Linked DNA regions of Mus musculus: region 1 is linked to region 2. Evidence: chromatin contacts called from public Hi-C data. All regions are on one chromosome and are shown on one strand. The core of a region is the stretch at or near the end of the contact, and the rest is flanking DNA. Distances in the headings are between cores, read along the strand shown. Region 1 overlaps Dlgap1 (DLG associated protein 1). Region 2 overlaps Dlgap1 (DLG associated protein 1).

Region 1 (6,511 bases), core at 385-2,884, 160 kb after region 2:
AAGAGAAGTTACTTCTATGAGGGTTGGGAGCTACACTCATCTGTGGGCATGAGGACAGATGCCCACAACACAGTGCCTGCACCTAAGACTCAGGGAACACTGTGGGAGAAGGGATTGGAAGATTGCAAGAGCCAAAGGATCAGGAAAACTGCAGTGACATTGTGTCTCCAAGGAACCACAGGGAAGCTACATTCATGGAACCCAAACAACATGGTGGCCTAAACCAGACCTGAAAAAGTACAGCACCAACTGAAATGCTGGATGTCATGGGGAACCTAAGAAATACTGAGACCAGGAAGATGTCTTCTTCAGGGATGAACCCCCAATAAGTGATCAATACTAGTGACCAGCCCTGAAACCACGTATACACAAATAGCAGTATACAGACTGAGCAGGACATATTTATATATTTAAACACTCTTTGTGTGTACATATAACTATATGTATATATGATAAATATATATAATTTAAGACATACAGTATATATGTCCTGATCAACAGAATTGCCCTTTAATTAAATAATAGAAATAGGAAAGTCCACAAATATTTAGAAACTATAAAAATGAATTGTACATAGGCCAATGAAGAGATGCCAGGGAAATAAATATATAAATTGTGTTTGTGTGTAGAGAGAGAAAAAGAGAGAGAGAAAGTAAGAGAGAGAAGAGAGAGAGAATAACGATAGCAACTGAAGAATAGGACATGATTCTGAGAGAGAACAAGGGAGGGTGACTGCCAGGCCAACCATGACTACATAGCCAGAATTCCTAACATAGAGATGGTTGGGGGGGGGGAGAAGGGGGAGGAGGAGAAGGAAGAGGAGGAGGAGGAGAGGGAGGAAGAAGGGAGTCAGAGACACACAGAGAGAGACAGAGACAGAGACAGAGACAGAGACAGAGACAGAGAGCAATAAGAAAACCTTTGCTGCTTTTACATCAGACCCCATGGTAAAACAATAAAACACAGCACTGCGTTCATACTTCTATCTACTTTCAATTTTGTGTCTTCCTCTGAAGGCTGTTGGCCATTTTTTGTCCTGAACCATAGAAATGTTATTTCGGGAGTGGGAGAGAGTCTGGGGCTGTTTTACCATTGGATGCTTATCTTTTCAGCAAAGCTGGCCATTGCTAGTTAGAAGTCTTCTGCGGCACAGCAGGTGGTCACCCTATCTCAGCCTGGGCATCAACTCTGCTCAGGAGCTACTTAAACCCAAAGCTTTGTGGTTTAACTCCTTATCTGTAAGGCTTAATCCTCATGTGACGAATGGAAGCCTTAGAAAAGATAATCACAGAAACTCAAGTTCCTAATGTCCTCTGACTCTTTCATGAAATCACCCATGAAACAAACATTTTTTTTTAAACTGAGTGAGAAAATTACCCTGCATTTTTCCCTGAAGGTTCCTCTGTGGCTGCACCAACCACTGCTAATTCTTCAGTATGCACCACCCCCTTCAGGCGCTTTCTGGAACTGACACTCCAGCGATGTCCTGGAAACCAGAGTGCGTCACCTTGGAAACACTCCAGTCTTCCTCTAGACCTACAGTTATTTTTTCCCACCACTGGGCTTCTATTGGGCACCAGAGAGAGCAGGACAGAACATAAGCGCCTCTTTCATTAGAGGGGAGACAAAGGCCGGTTCATGAAGACAGCAGAAGAGGAGGGCTCCCGGGGTCAGAAGAGGGAAGGACAGAGTGAGTCTTAATAGTCTAGCCTGGCCCCCTGAAAGAGGAGCTTTGTGCATTAATTCTCTCCCCTCGGGGCTCCACAGCACTTGCGTTTCGTGGGCTTTACTCATTGTGATCTTGGAATTTTCTGCTTCAGTAGTGTACAGTCTTTAATTCTGCTGCTACCACAGCAAAGAACATTTTAACCAGAAAGCTTTGTCCCTTTTCATGTGTTAGTAAAAGGCTCTTCAGTGATGCCTTGCGGAGAGGTTAATCCATATTCAACAGGTGAATGTTATTGTCCTGGCTAGTTTTAGGTCAGCTTGACACAAGCTAGAGTCATTTTGGCAAGAGGGACTCTCAACTGGGAAAATGCCTCTGGAAGACTGGGCTTCAGGCAACCATTTTCTTAATTAATTATTGATGTAGGATGGTCCACCTCATTGGTGGATGATGCTACCCATGGGCTGGTGGTCCTGATTGCTATAAAAAAGAAGAAGAAGAAGAAGAAGAAGGAGGAGGAGGAGGAGGAGGAGGAGGAGGAGGAGGAGGAGGAGGAGGAGGAGGAGGAGGACTGTGTAAGCCATAGTGAGCAAGGCAGTAAGCAGCACCCATCCATGGCCTCTGCATCAGCTCCTACCCCAGGTTTCCATCCTGTTTGACTTCCTGTCTTGACTTCCTTCAATGATGAACTATGATGTGAAGGTGGGAGCAAAATCAACCCTTTCCTTCCCAGCCTGCTCTTGGTCATGGTGTTTTGTCACAGCAATAAAAACCCTAAGACAATTCTCTTTTTCATTCTCTATGGCCCAAAGCACAAGAAATTAGTATAATTTACCTCAACATGAAATTAATACAGGTGAATAGAACTCATCTTTTCAACCCCAAAGGGCATAACTGGGAAAGCCAGCAAGACTAGTTATTATTCTCTTTGTACTTAATTGATTGAGTCGGAATGCATGTGGACATTTAAATACTGTTTCTATTCAAGTGATAGTGTATTCACAGATCACATTTCTGTTTTGCTCACAAAGCTTTGAAAGTGTGTCCCTGCCTTGTACTATGGGCAGTTACAGCTCGTGTTCAAAATCTGTGAAGTAGACAACTCTGCATTTCCTAGAAACTGTTTTGTTGTTGCTGGGATGAATGAGAGCTTACTCCTCTGAGTTTCAAAACCACCAAGTCTGTACAGCTAAAGCTGAGGGAAAATACAGTGGGTGTGTGTGCCTTCACCTACATTCAGTGTTGCCTTTCAAATGCCTTTTCCTGTGGCTACCTCTGGTTTTCTTGTGTCTTAACAGCCAGTGCCATGTAGGCAAGAAAGGGACAGTGTTCAGGGAACCAGTCTGGTCATTAAGAGTCACTTGCCTTACCAAAGACATGGAGAAGAATAATCAGGGAATGCCAGCCCTGTCCTCTCTCCTCCTGCCTTCCTTGACTTCTATCTACTGCAGCATTGACCAACTCTGAAGAGGAAACTGATTCAGGGTCAGCACAATGTGCTAACCAGGTCCGCGAATCCACTCCTGACAGCAGATCCTTAACATCACCCCTGCTATACACAGAGACCCCAATTCACTAGGACCAAAGTTTGAAATATTGGAAAGTAACATGAGTCTACTTACTCCGGCACAAAATTATCAATGTCAGATGTTTTTTGGTAGCTTGTACTATCTCTGTTGGACGTGTCCAACCACATAGCAACACCATGTGTTTACATGCATGTACAAAATTTACATGCAAGACCTATGATCAACTTTATGTGCATGGACCTGTACAACTCGTGTGTGCGTGTGTGCATGTGTGTGCGTGTATGCGTGGTGTGTAGTGTTTCGAGTGAGTTTATGATTTTCCGTGTTTTGCACTATTCATCCCTCCCTTCAGACGCATGCAGCTGTAGACCAGACATGCCTAGATTGTCTGCAAGTGCAATGGTTCTGAACCAAACTTCCATCTTAAGATTCTGTAAAGCACATGGAGCTACAAACGTAGCATGTGTCAACACGAAAATATATCCTTTCTCCAGTTCTCTGGTTTCCCTTCCTGCCTCCCACAGTTCCATCTTGGAAAACCTTACTAGAATTCCATAAGCAGGGTTGACATCATAGGAAACATGCAAACATCTTCCCTCACCACTAGTATCATCCAGGTTGCCCTGGATGTCCAAACACCTCTCAACCTGTCCCCTCTCTCCCTCTGGCAGCCACTAGTCTCCTCTTGGTTCCTCTGAAGGTTTCATCTCCCGTAAGGAGACTCATACTGTATGGCCCTTTCTTGAGTTGACTTCTTTTTCCTCTGTTCCATGCTATGGATCCCATAGTTCGTTCAGACATCAGTCATGGATGGATCACTAGATTGATTCCAATCTGGGGGCTTTAATAAACCAAACTCATATAAACATTCCTGTAAAGAGTTTTGAGTTCTTCGTCTAAACTAAATTCCAGGAGGTCAAGGACAAGGTTGCATGATGGTTGGACACTTAGCGTTTTTAATAAGCCAGTTAACATTATATGGCTTCATGAGTGACCCACATCTGTTGTTGCCACTGCTGTATATTTGATCCAGTTTTGGTAAGGATGCAGTGCTGTGTCACGTGGATCTCATTTTCATTTTAGGGGTGAGTAATGACACTGAACCCCATCTCCTGTGTGTCTCTTTGTGACTTTGCCCAAGTTTTAATTGATTTGTGTTTTTTAAGCTTTGGGTTTGGAGAGCATTGTCCCTTATGAGATGGATGGCTTTCAATAACTTCTCCTAAAGGACCACTAGAGAAGCAGAGAAGGAGCCAGGAGAGAAATGGGAGGACAGTGGAAAGAGTCACATGATCAAAGTATGATGTGTTTGTGCGTGGAAAACAAACATTACAGCCAGACCCATAAATCTATCCAACTCAAAAGTGTTCATGATTACAACTTTTAAAAGAATTTTCCACCACTGGATGGCTTGTGCATAGTATGCAGGTCCACTCCAATCAGGTGGTACACAGGAATGCAGTTTTATTGAGTTTGACTTATTATTCTACTTCCACCGGTCTTCAGAGCCACCCCTCGCCTCATGTATAATCCCAGATACCTTCTTCAGAGTTCTTCCTTGTAAATATTTTTCTTCACTATTTCCCACTGGTTTACATTTAAGCCCAGGATCTGTTTTTATATAAATAGTTAAACTTGGGTCAAAATTCACCCTGTCAGTGTTTGTGAACATACCCAGATTATTGTCCAAAAGATGGCCCCTCCTCTGTCATACTGCTCTTGCAGCTAGAGTAGGCATCTCCTGGGGCTCCTCATTCCGTTTTACTCATCCCTACCTCTTGATTGTTAGCCTGACAGAATGTGTCTTGCTGGCTGTACCTGTATGAGTCTTTGAGAAGACTAAAACACTATTCTTTTCAAAAAATCATTTTAGATGTTCTTGCTCCTGTATCTGCCATAGAAATGTAGAAATAGTTTTATTTACACTTATAAAAGTCTTTATAGTCAGCCAGACATGGTGGCATGTACCTCTAATCCTAGCTCTTGGGAGGCAGAGGCAGGTGGATCTCTGTGAGTTCAAGGCCAGTCTAGGCTATATAGGGATTTCCAGGACACCCAGAGCTTCATAATAGAGACATATTGTCAGAAGAAAGAGAGAAAGAAAGAAAGAAAGAAAGAAAGAAAGAAAGAAAGAAAGAAAGAAAGAAAGAAAGAAAGAAAGAGAGAGAAAGAGAGAGGAAGGAAGGAAGGAAGGAAGGAAGGAAGGAAGGAAGGAAGGAAGGAAGGAAGGAAGGAAGGGGAGAAAGAAGAGGGAAGGGAGGGGAGGAGAGGAGAGGAGAGGAGAGGAGAGGAGAGGAGAGGAGAGGAGAGGAGAGGAGAGGAGAGGAGAGGAGAGGAGAGGAGAGGAAAGGGAGGAAGGAGAGAGAGAAAGGAAGGAAGGAAGGAAGGAAGGAAGGAAGGAAGGAAGGAAGGAAGGAAGGAAGGAAGGAAGGAAGGAAGGAAGAAACAAAGAAAGAGAAAGGAGGGAGGAAGGTCTTTATGAAATTTGACAGGGATCTCATTGAACCTGTACATTAATATGAGAAAATGGGCATTTCTGGTTTTTTAAGTATCCTTGCTCATAAGCATAGCAGGCATTTACATCTATTTAGCTCTTTCATTTCTTTATCAGTATTGAACAGTTTAACCCATGGCTCTGCACTTGTTTAGATTTGGACATAAGGGTTTCATTTTTTGAGCTACTGTAAGTGATAATGTGTTTTTAATTTCTGTGTTCATAACTAGGTCAATCCACTTCATTTTTATGTGGGTATTATATCCTGCAACTTTGCCAAATTCACTAACAAGGTTTTGGGTAGAGTCTTCAGGCTTTTCTATATAGGCTATAGTGTCATCTGCGGGACAGTTTTATTTCCTCCGTTCGACCCCTGAGACTTTTATTCTCCTATCATATTGTCTAGAAAACCCACCACTGAATTAACAAGAACTGGTTCAGCGTTCTCACCCCTTCTTCATGATTGCACCGGGAGCGAGACAAATCTTTCTCCATCAGCTACATTGCTAGCTGCCAACAGTATTTATTTGATGCTCTGTATCAAACTGAGGGTGAGCGGTGATATTCCTGGCTCTTGTGGCACGTGCTGAATTCTGTCAGATTCATCTTCTGTATCAGTTGATTTATTTGTGTGCTTTTTTTTGGTCCTGTCAATATGGTAGATGACACTAACTGATTTTGATATGTTTAGCCAGCCATGCATCCATGCAGTCACTGATAATATTCCTTTACTGGTGTTGCTGTCTGTAGACACCCTTGTGACAGTTCTTACCTTGTTTGAGATTGATGATTGATTGATTGATTGATGATTGGTTGGTTGGT
Region 2 (7,164 bases), core at 1,786-4,285:
AGACAAGTATAGCGTGACTCAACCTGGGCCCCTCCTCACCACCTTCACCATCAGTGTGCATCCCGGTGACCTGCATCCTGGTCTAGGTGTGTTCATTCTTGACCCCTGTGGTGTACTGTGATATATTCCCACCAGGAGCCAGGGTGGCACTTTTACAGTGTGAATCTTACCACTCCATGCATTTACCCCAAGGGTCTATCTGCCTCACAGCATTCTTAGAGTGATATCAAAGACCTCCTCATGGAGTCCAGAGTCTCTCGTGGTCTGGTCTTGCGGTCCTCATTTCTCCTCCACCCCTCCTTTCTTCCAGTACCTACACTTACAAGCAAGTAGGAACTGCACTTCCAAGAACTGCCTGCACTTGCCTGCTTAACTTCACTCACTTAATATTAATTAAGCCAATGTTTTCTGCCAGACATTCTCCTGGTTTCCCGAGGCATGATGATGAATGAAATAGACAAATGTGTCTCCCTCATGAAACACGTGTTCTCATGATCCCCAAACCCACCACACACCAAAAGCTCACAGCTTTGCAGCAACGCCTCCATCACCGAGAGAATTACTCTCCCGGTTCTCATGAGTGCTGCTCCTTAAAAGCCCTTGGAGCTCAGAGATATTCTTCTCTCTTCTTCTCCCTGTGCCCGGCTGCGTTTTCCCTCAAACTGACTCTCCTATCTGAGGCTGCACAGGCATCTGTGAATGACCACCCACCTTATTAAATGAGAATGTCTAGCGATTGGATGCACCCCAAATCGTGGACCTTTGTATCTGCAAAGTTCCTGTGTTGTTATGAAAACCTTCAATCAAGTTATAATGATGCATTCCTATGAGCTCAGCCCTCAGGAAGCTGAGGCAGGAGTGCCAACTGTTTGATACCAATCTGCCTGACGTAAAGAGACACTGTGTTGAGAAATAAACCATTCGCAGACCTGCATTATCTCCAACATAAGATTTGTTGTTTCAGACCCACTGTGAGACATCTACCACACACTAGCAACAATTCTTTGCAACAATTCCTGTGTGTATAAAAACAGCCCAATATTCTTCATACTGTACATTTCAGGAAACCTCAGTATAGAAAGTCAAAAAAAGTCTGTTACAAGGAGCTTGGCTAGTAAATATGTCAGAGCCAGATGATAGTGAAGGCATCTGTTTCAGTGCCCATGATATGTGTCCCTTTCTAGACTCTCATATCAAATAGAAATATGTTGGCTCTGCCTTAGTGTCTGGGGGTCTCCTAGACATACAAGGTATCAGGTTTAATATGTGAATGTTGTGGATACAGCCCATCACTTTGGGCAAAACTGATTTGCACTGCCAAATTTGGTGACTTCTAATTTAACACTACATCTCAGAGATGGACACGTTGGGTGGCTAAATCTGGATGTGTAAAATCGGTATTATATAAGCAGGAGTTGCAAAGATGCAAAGTAAATGCATGTACCGTCATTCAAACTGATCAATTAATGCTTAAGAGGCCACTTGACTGCTTCGAGCGGCTGCCAGTGGACAGCGGCACAGCAACCTGCTGATACGGTGCGTCTGTAAAAGACTAAAGGGAAGGTTTTTTCTCCTTCAAGAAGACAGTCAGCTGGATGAGTGCATCAGTGTTGAGTCTCTATGTTCATTGCACACTAAGGAAGGTAGTGACACAGAAGGCAAAAAGCCTCTGAGGCTGAAAGGCTGAGATCCATCACGATCCTTCCACATGTCCCTCAATTCTGTATGAATAGAAAATGGATGACCAACAAAGAGGGGTCTACAAGAAGGCCCATCCATCCACCATGTCCCTGAACCCTCTCTCAGAAGCCTCTGGACACAAAAGACCAATATCGACCCAGCTACCTTGAGGGCAAACTTTCAAAACAGAAACAAAAGCACCCATGAAGAGTAGACTTCTGCCCAGATGCATGCTGGGTTATTTTTTTTTCCTGCTCCCAGATGCAAACCCAAAGAGGATAACTGACATGAATAATGAGGACCAACAAGAGACTATTCCTTAACAAGTTTTGAATGAATCAACCTTGATATCTGAATTGCCTATGAATTTACCCAAAAAGGTTACGAGAAAAGAGCCCTCAAGCTCATTAGTGGGCATGAGGTCTTGAGGGTAGATGGAGTCAAGATATGGATGAAACATCACCTAACCCATCACCTAACCCATTGACCTAACATTTGACTACTCTATGACTTTGATGACTGTGTCGTTCATTTCTATTTTTCTCCCAGACTATATTTCTCACAGTAGTAGAAACCATCTGAAATGTCCTGTCATTTTTCTCCCTCAGCTCCTGGTTCAGTGAACACATGATGGAATAAGGAAGGTGATGCCACAAAGAATATAGGTAGCCTCTGAAATGGAAAAAATCAGCCCCATCAAATATTAACTTCAAGGTCAAATGTGTTACAGTTGAGTCTAAAGAGATTGAACATGTTTCTGTAAGTGGTAGAAACCATGTGGACAGCATGTCACATCCTGAACTTCCATCCCCTTCAGTCCCATCACCAGTGTGCTCTCTGAATGCTGCCCCACCCCCACCCCCATGATAAGAATTAGCTGCATCCACTATGTAATGCCTGCCTTCCATGCTGCATCTTAGCTGTGTGTTTCTTCTGGTTTTATTTCTAGCGATCTGGGTAGCAGTTGTTCTGTTTCTAGCCAGTTACTGCCTAGCATCGAGTGCTCAAATCATTATGCAGTGAGTGGTTTAGGGGTAAGGTGAGCCATTTCTAGAAGATTTCAGATGCCCTCGGATCTATTTTTAGCCATAAGACAGACTTGTCAGATGCAAGACCCATCTCCTGTGAATGTGGCCCTTGTCTCCACTTCCGTTTTTCACTTTCAGCACTTCACCTTGTCATCAGCCACTCCCTTTCGGTCACACTGGAAGGACAGGAAGTAGAGGATATGGCTTCCTGGTGACAGCAAGGCCTGAGCTGTTCCCTAGGGTGTTTCTTCAGCATTCTATCCTGGGGGCAGATATCGCAGCTTCATTCTGGCACAAGCCTTGTGGGGGTTGTTCCCATCTGCCACGAGGTGCAGACAATGCATATGAGCACTTTTTGTTTCTGTGATTGGCTAGGACTCTGCAAGGGGGCGGGATGTGCAGAAGAACTTTGTAACTCTTGCAGTCCGTGGGAGGTGGAATGTCATGAATTTCTGGGTCTGGGACTTATCTGTTCACTATACTAGCACCTTAAGATGCTGTGACAACCTCTGTCTCATGTTGGCCTTGCAAAATGGGAACCAACATTTTTTTTTTGATCCAGCCATGTGGATAGGTCAAAAAAAAAAAAAAAGCCTTGAAAGTAATTTCTGCACACTCTCAGGCAACCTTTCCACTTCTGTAACAGGCCTACGAGTGGGTGTCTGGGGTGTTTCATGGCAGATTTCATTATGAGAAAAGTGCAGGTAAGAAAATACTTCAAGAGGTAAGATGGAAAGGGCATGCAGAGAAGAACCTGAGGACACATGCCCATGCTGCACAGGGTAGAAGACATAGACTATCAACCTAGCAAATGCTGAATGAGATGTGCTCCAATAGAAGGCAGGAAGCCAGGAGAAGCACGGCCTGACTGGGATCATGTTTATCAGCTGTACTGTAAAAAAAAAAAAAAAAAAACCTAGGCTTCCTTAACGGAGCTTAGCTGTTATAATAATTAATTTGCATTTAAAAATAACACTTCTTTATTACACATTATTTCAAAAAACATAATTCTATTAAGCTGCTGTTCAGCTATGTGGGCAGAAGGATTCAGAAGGATTCTTGGGATCTTTAGATGATTTGAGCTGAAACAAATGACTCTTCCAATTCTGCCCCAAGACATCATTTCCCATACCAGAAGGGTTGCAATAGAATTACCTCCTACATAAGTATAGATTAATCAAAAATCAATTGATTACTTAATGATAAACACAGACTCTCAGGATCTGCCTGGCCCGATTGAGACCATCTGGAACAGAGCCCGGGAATGTAGATTTAACATGTGTGCTAACTCATTCCCCGGCATGCCCATCCTCATAAATGACTCGAATAGTTTCTCATCCCAGCTTTGGTCCTCAAAGGGGACATGTGCTCACAGAGAAAGCAGGTGGCTTCTTATTTCCAGGCACATCCTCCAAGTGTGTAGGATAGGCCCTATGAAGAGTTTCTTCCTGAATTTTCATTAGCATAGTGGGACCAAGCCAACGAAACGAAAAGGCTGTTCTTCTGTGTTTAATGCTACCTCCCAAGCCTGGAGCATGGGTACTTGCTATTCATGCAAAGCAACATAGTGACTGCGGGCTGGATACTGTGAAGTCAAAGTGAGTTCAGACAACAGGATATTTGTTACAAGGAATGCCCTAGAAAAAACAAGAAGGTAATCCCTCAACAAACCTAAAAGAAGACAGCCACAAGAACAGAATGCCAACTTTAACAACAAAAATAACAGGAAGCAACAATTACTTTTCCTTAATATCTCTTAACATCAATGGTCTCAACTCCCCAATAAAGACATAGACTAACAAACTGGCTACACAAACAAGACCCAACATTTTGCTGTTTACAGGAGACACATCTCAGAGAAAAAGATAGACACTACCTCAGAATAAAAGGCTGGAAAACAATTTTCCAAGCAAATGGTATGAAGAAACAAGCTGGAGTAGCCATCCTAATATCTGATAAGATTGACTTCCAACCCAAAGTCATCAAAAAAGACAAGGAGGGGCACTTCGTTCTCATCAAAGGTAAAATCCTCCAAGAGGAACTCTCAATTCTGAATATCTATGCTCCAAATACAAGGGCAGCCACATTCATTAAAGAAACTTTAGTAAAGCTCAAAGTACACATTGCACCTCACACAATAATAGTGGGAGACTTCAACACACCACTTTCACCAATGGACAGATCATGGAAACAGAAACTAAACAGGGACACACTGAAACTAACAGAAGTGATGAAACAAATGGATCTGACAGATATCTACAGAACATTTTATCCTAAAACAAAAGGATATACCTTCTTCTCAGCACCTCATGGTACCTTCTCCAAAATTGACCACATAATAGGTCACAAAACAGGCCTCAACAGATTCAAAAATATTGAAATTGTCCCATGTATCCTATCAGATCACCATGCACTAAGGCTCATCTTCAATAACAAAAAAAATAACAGAAAGCCAACACTCACGTGGAAACTGAACAACACTCTTCTCAAAACTCTGTGGAGTAAAGGAGCAGGTGGGGATGGAGATTAGGTGACGGAGTAGCCCGTGAGCTCAGCATAGTAATTGCCATCCTACTGGTCACTTTGGAAAACAAGAAAAGGACAGGTGACAGAGGAAACAGTAGTGACAAGGACCTGGTCCCATGATCAGATGCTAAGAGGGGAGACATCTAGGCAAGTTTGGCACAACTGTGACAACAGGGTGGGCCTTTTCTAAAACTGTATCCAGTGTCTCCATTTCAGGGTACTTCAAGGAAAGGTAAGTCTTGCTGCTCTTCCTGGACCACAGTGCGGAGTTTTTGTTCACAGATGCTTAGATGATTAAACGCCCGAGAGTTCCCTGCCCACTTCACACACTTCATTAGTGTGTGAAACTGCAAGACAGTTTCAGTCCCCTAAGCATGCCCACCATCATCCTTCTGTCCTTTGGGATTCCTGGAAGACGTAGGAACCTTAATTCTAAGGTCACCACTTGTACCAAAGACCATAGTGTCCAGCGTGATGCCTGCGTTTATGACCCTGTCATGGTGAGACTCAGTCACCTTGTTAATGTAGGAGAAGCACCAAGCTGCTCACCAGGGGCAGCCTACACAGGCTCTGCACCTCAGTCCTCCTCTCAAGATGTTAAATGCTAAAAATGAACTAATTCAGGCTTCTAAAACAGATTGCTCCAAAAATGGCCTCAAGAAATAGGAGTGATGATTTCATACAAGAGTATTTTAAAACGCAAACCACATGGGAAAAGACACTCTTTGTCTCTGAGAGCAAGGGGCTTAATTAACACAGTGCCAGGCATAGTAATGCCTACAAGTAAAAAATATTTTATGTGTTGTCACCAATAGCACTGGACTTCATACACATCAGTAAGACTGGAGGAAAGAGATGTTCAGAAGCACAAAATTCATAAAACATCAAATTATATATTCAACAAAAATCAATAAACCCTAAATGAAGCCAACCAATCCTCATGTCCCTGTAAAACTGGCCATATTTTGTTTTCTTCTGGCCAATGTGATACCCAGAAAATCCTCACATTCAAATGCTGGAGAGATGGCCAGCTTTGTGCACTTCCTAAGGTGAGCTGGTAATTTATGTGACAAGAATCCAGGCTCCCGAATGTCACATAAAGAATGGAATTCTACTTCTAAACAGTCTATTCTAAGGGATGAAAGAATGTATGCAAATATTATCTGTAGAGTGTCTCACACAATGTTTTCTGAGAAACTCTCTGTGGAATAACATAGGGCAGTGCCATGGTAGACAGTGAAGAGTCATCACACAGAATTTGATGTTCATCTGAGAGAACAAAATATTTGGGTTTCTCCTGCTAAAATATACATATGGGGTAGGCTAGGGAGATAGCCCAGTCAGTAATATGCTTGTCACATAAGTGTGAGAAACTGAACTCAATCCCCAATGTGCCTGTAAAAAAAGCTGGAAGTAAGGACATCCGTTTGTAATCTCAGCACTAGAGATGCAGAGACAGGTGGATCCCCGGGCCACACTAGCCAGCCATCCTACTATAGTCAGCAAGCCCCCAGTCCAATGGAGACTGTCTAAAAGACAAGGTGGATGGCTCTTGAGGAACAATACCCAAGACCTTCACACATACACACACACAAACACATACATACTCACACACTCGTGCACACATCTCCACACAAGCACACATAAGCACATACACATACCATATGGATAGAATATGTTTGGGTGGCTTTTTCCTCCCCACGGAGAGAAGAGTATTGAGAATGGATAGTGCTTCTTTCTGTCTTCCAAACACCATACCAGGACACAAGGTGGCTTGTCAGAGCCCTTCCACTCTCTTTACGGTAGAAAACTCCAAATGTAGCTTTCTTTGACTTTCGATTGTAACCTTAGCTGGATTGAAGGCTTCTAGCTTCTGATTCCGAAGCAGCAAATTGACCTAAAGACCTTACTGGAATGACCAGGACTGTGA

Evidence for each region. A called contact is a pair of places that touch in the nucleus more often than the background predicts.
Region 1: a Hi-C map of cerebral cortex shows a contact between it and region 2, with 3 times the contacts expected there. The contact joins two enhancer-like sites. A contact is called at or near these places in 2 of 484 Hi-C or Micro-C datasets (cerebral cortex and cortical neurons) and 1 of 9 other capture datasets (embryonic stem cells).

Annotation. Positions count from the first base shown.
Region 1 is chr17:70,632,202-70,638,712 of GRCm38.p6, forward strand. All of the region lies in intron 3 of Dlgap1 (DLG associated protein 1), which reads left to right. Among named protein-coding and RNA genes, the nearest start is that of Gm46581, 28 kb to the left of the region's middle. Within about 2 kb of position 1,635, at least 44 of the 459 cell types and tissues checked have an H3K27ac peak or open chromatin away from gene starts, as enhancers often do. A contact at or near this core is called in cerebral cortex, where this site is marked.
Region 2 is chr17:70,468,231-70,475,394 of GRCm38.p6, forward strand. The region is part of intron 1 of Dlgap1 (DLG associated protein 1); the gene reads left to right. Among named protein-coding and RNA genes, the nearest start is that of Dlgap1, 47 kb to the left of the region's middle. Within about 2 kb of position 3,036, at least 7 of the 459 cell types and tissues checked have an H3K27ac peak or open chromatin away from gene starts, as enhancers often do. A contact at or near this core is called in cerebral cortex, where this site is marked.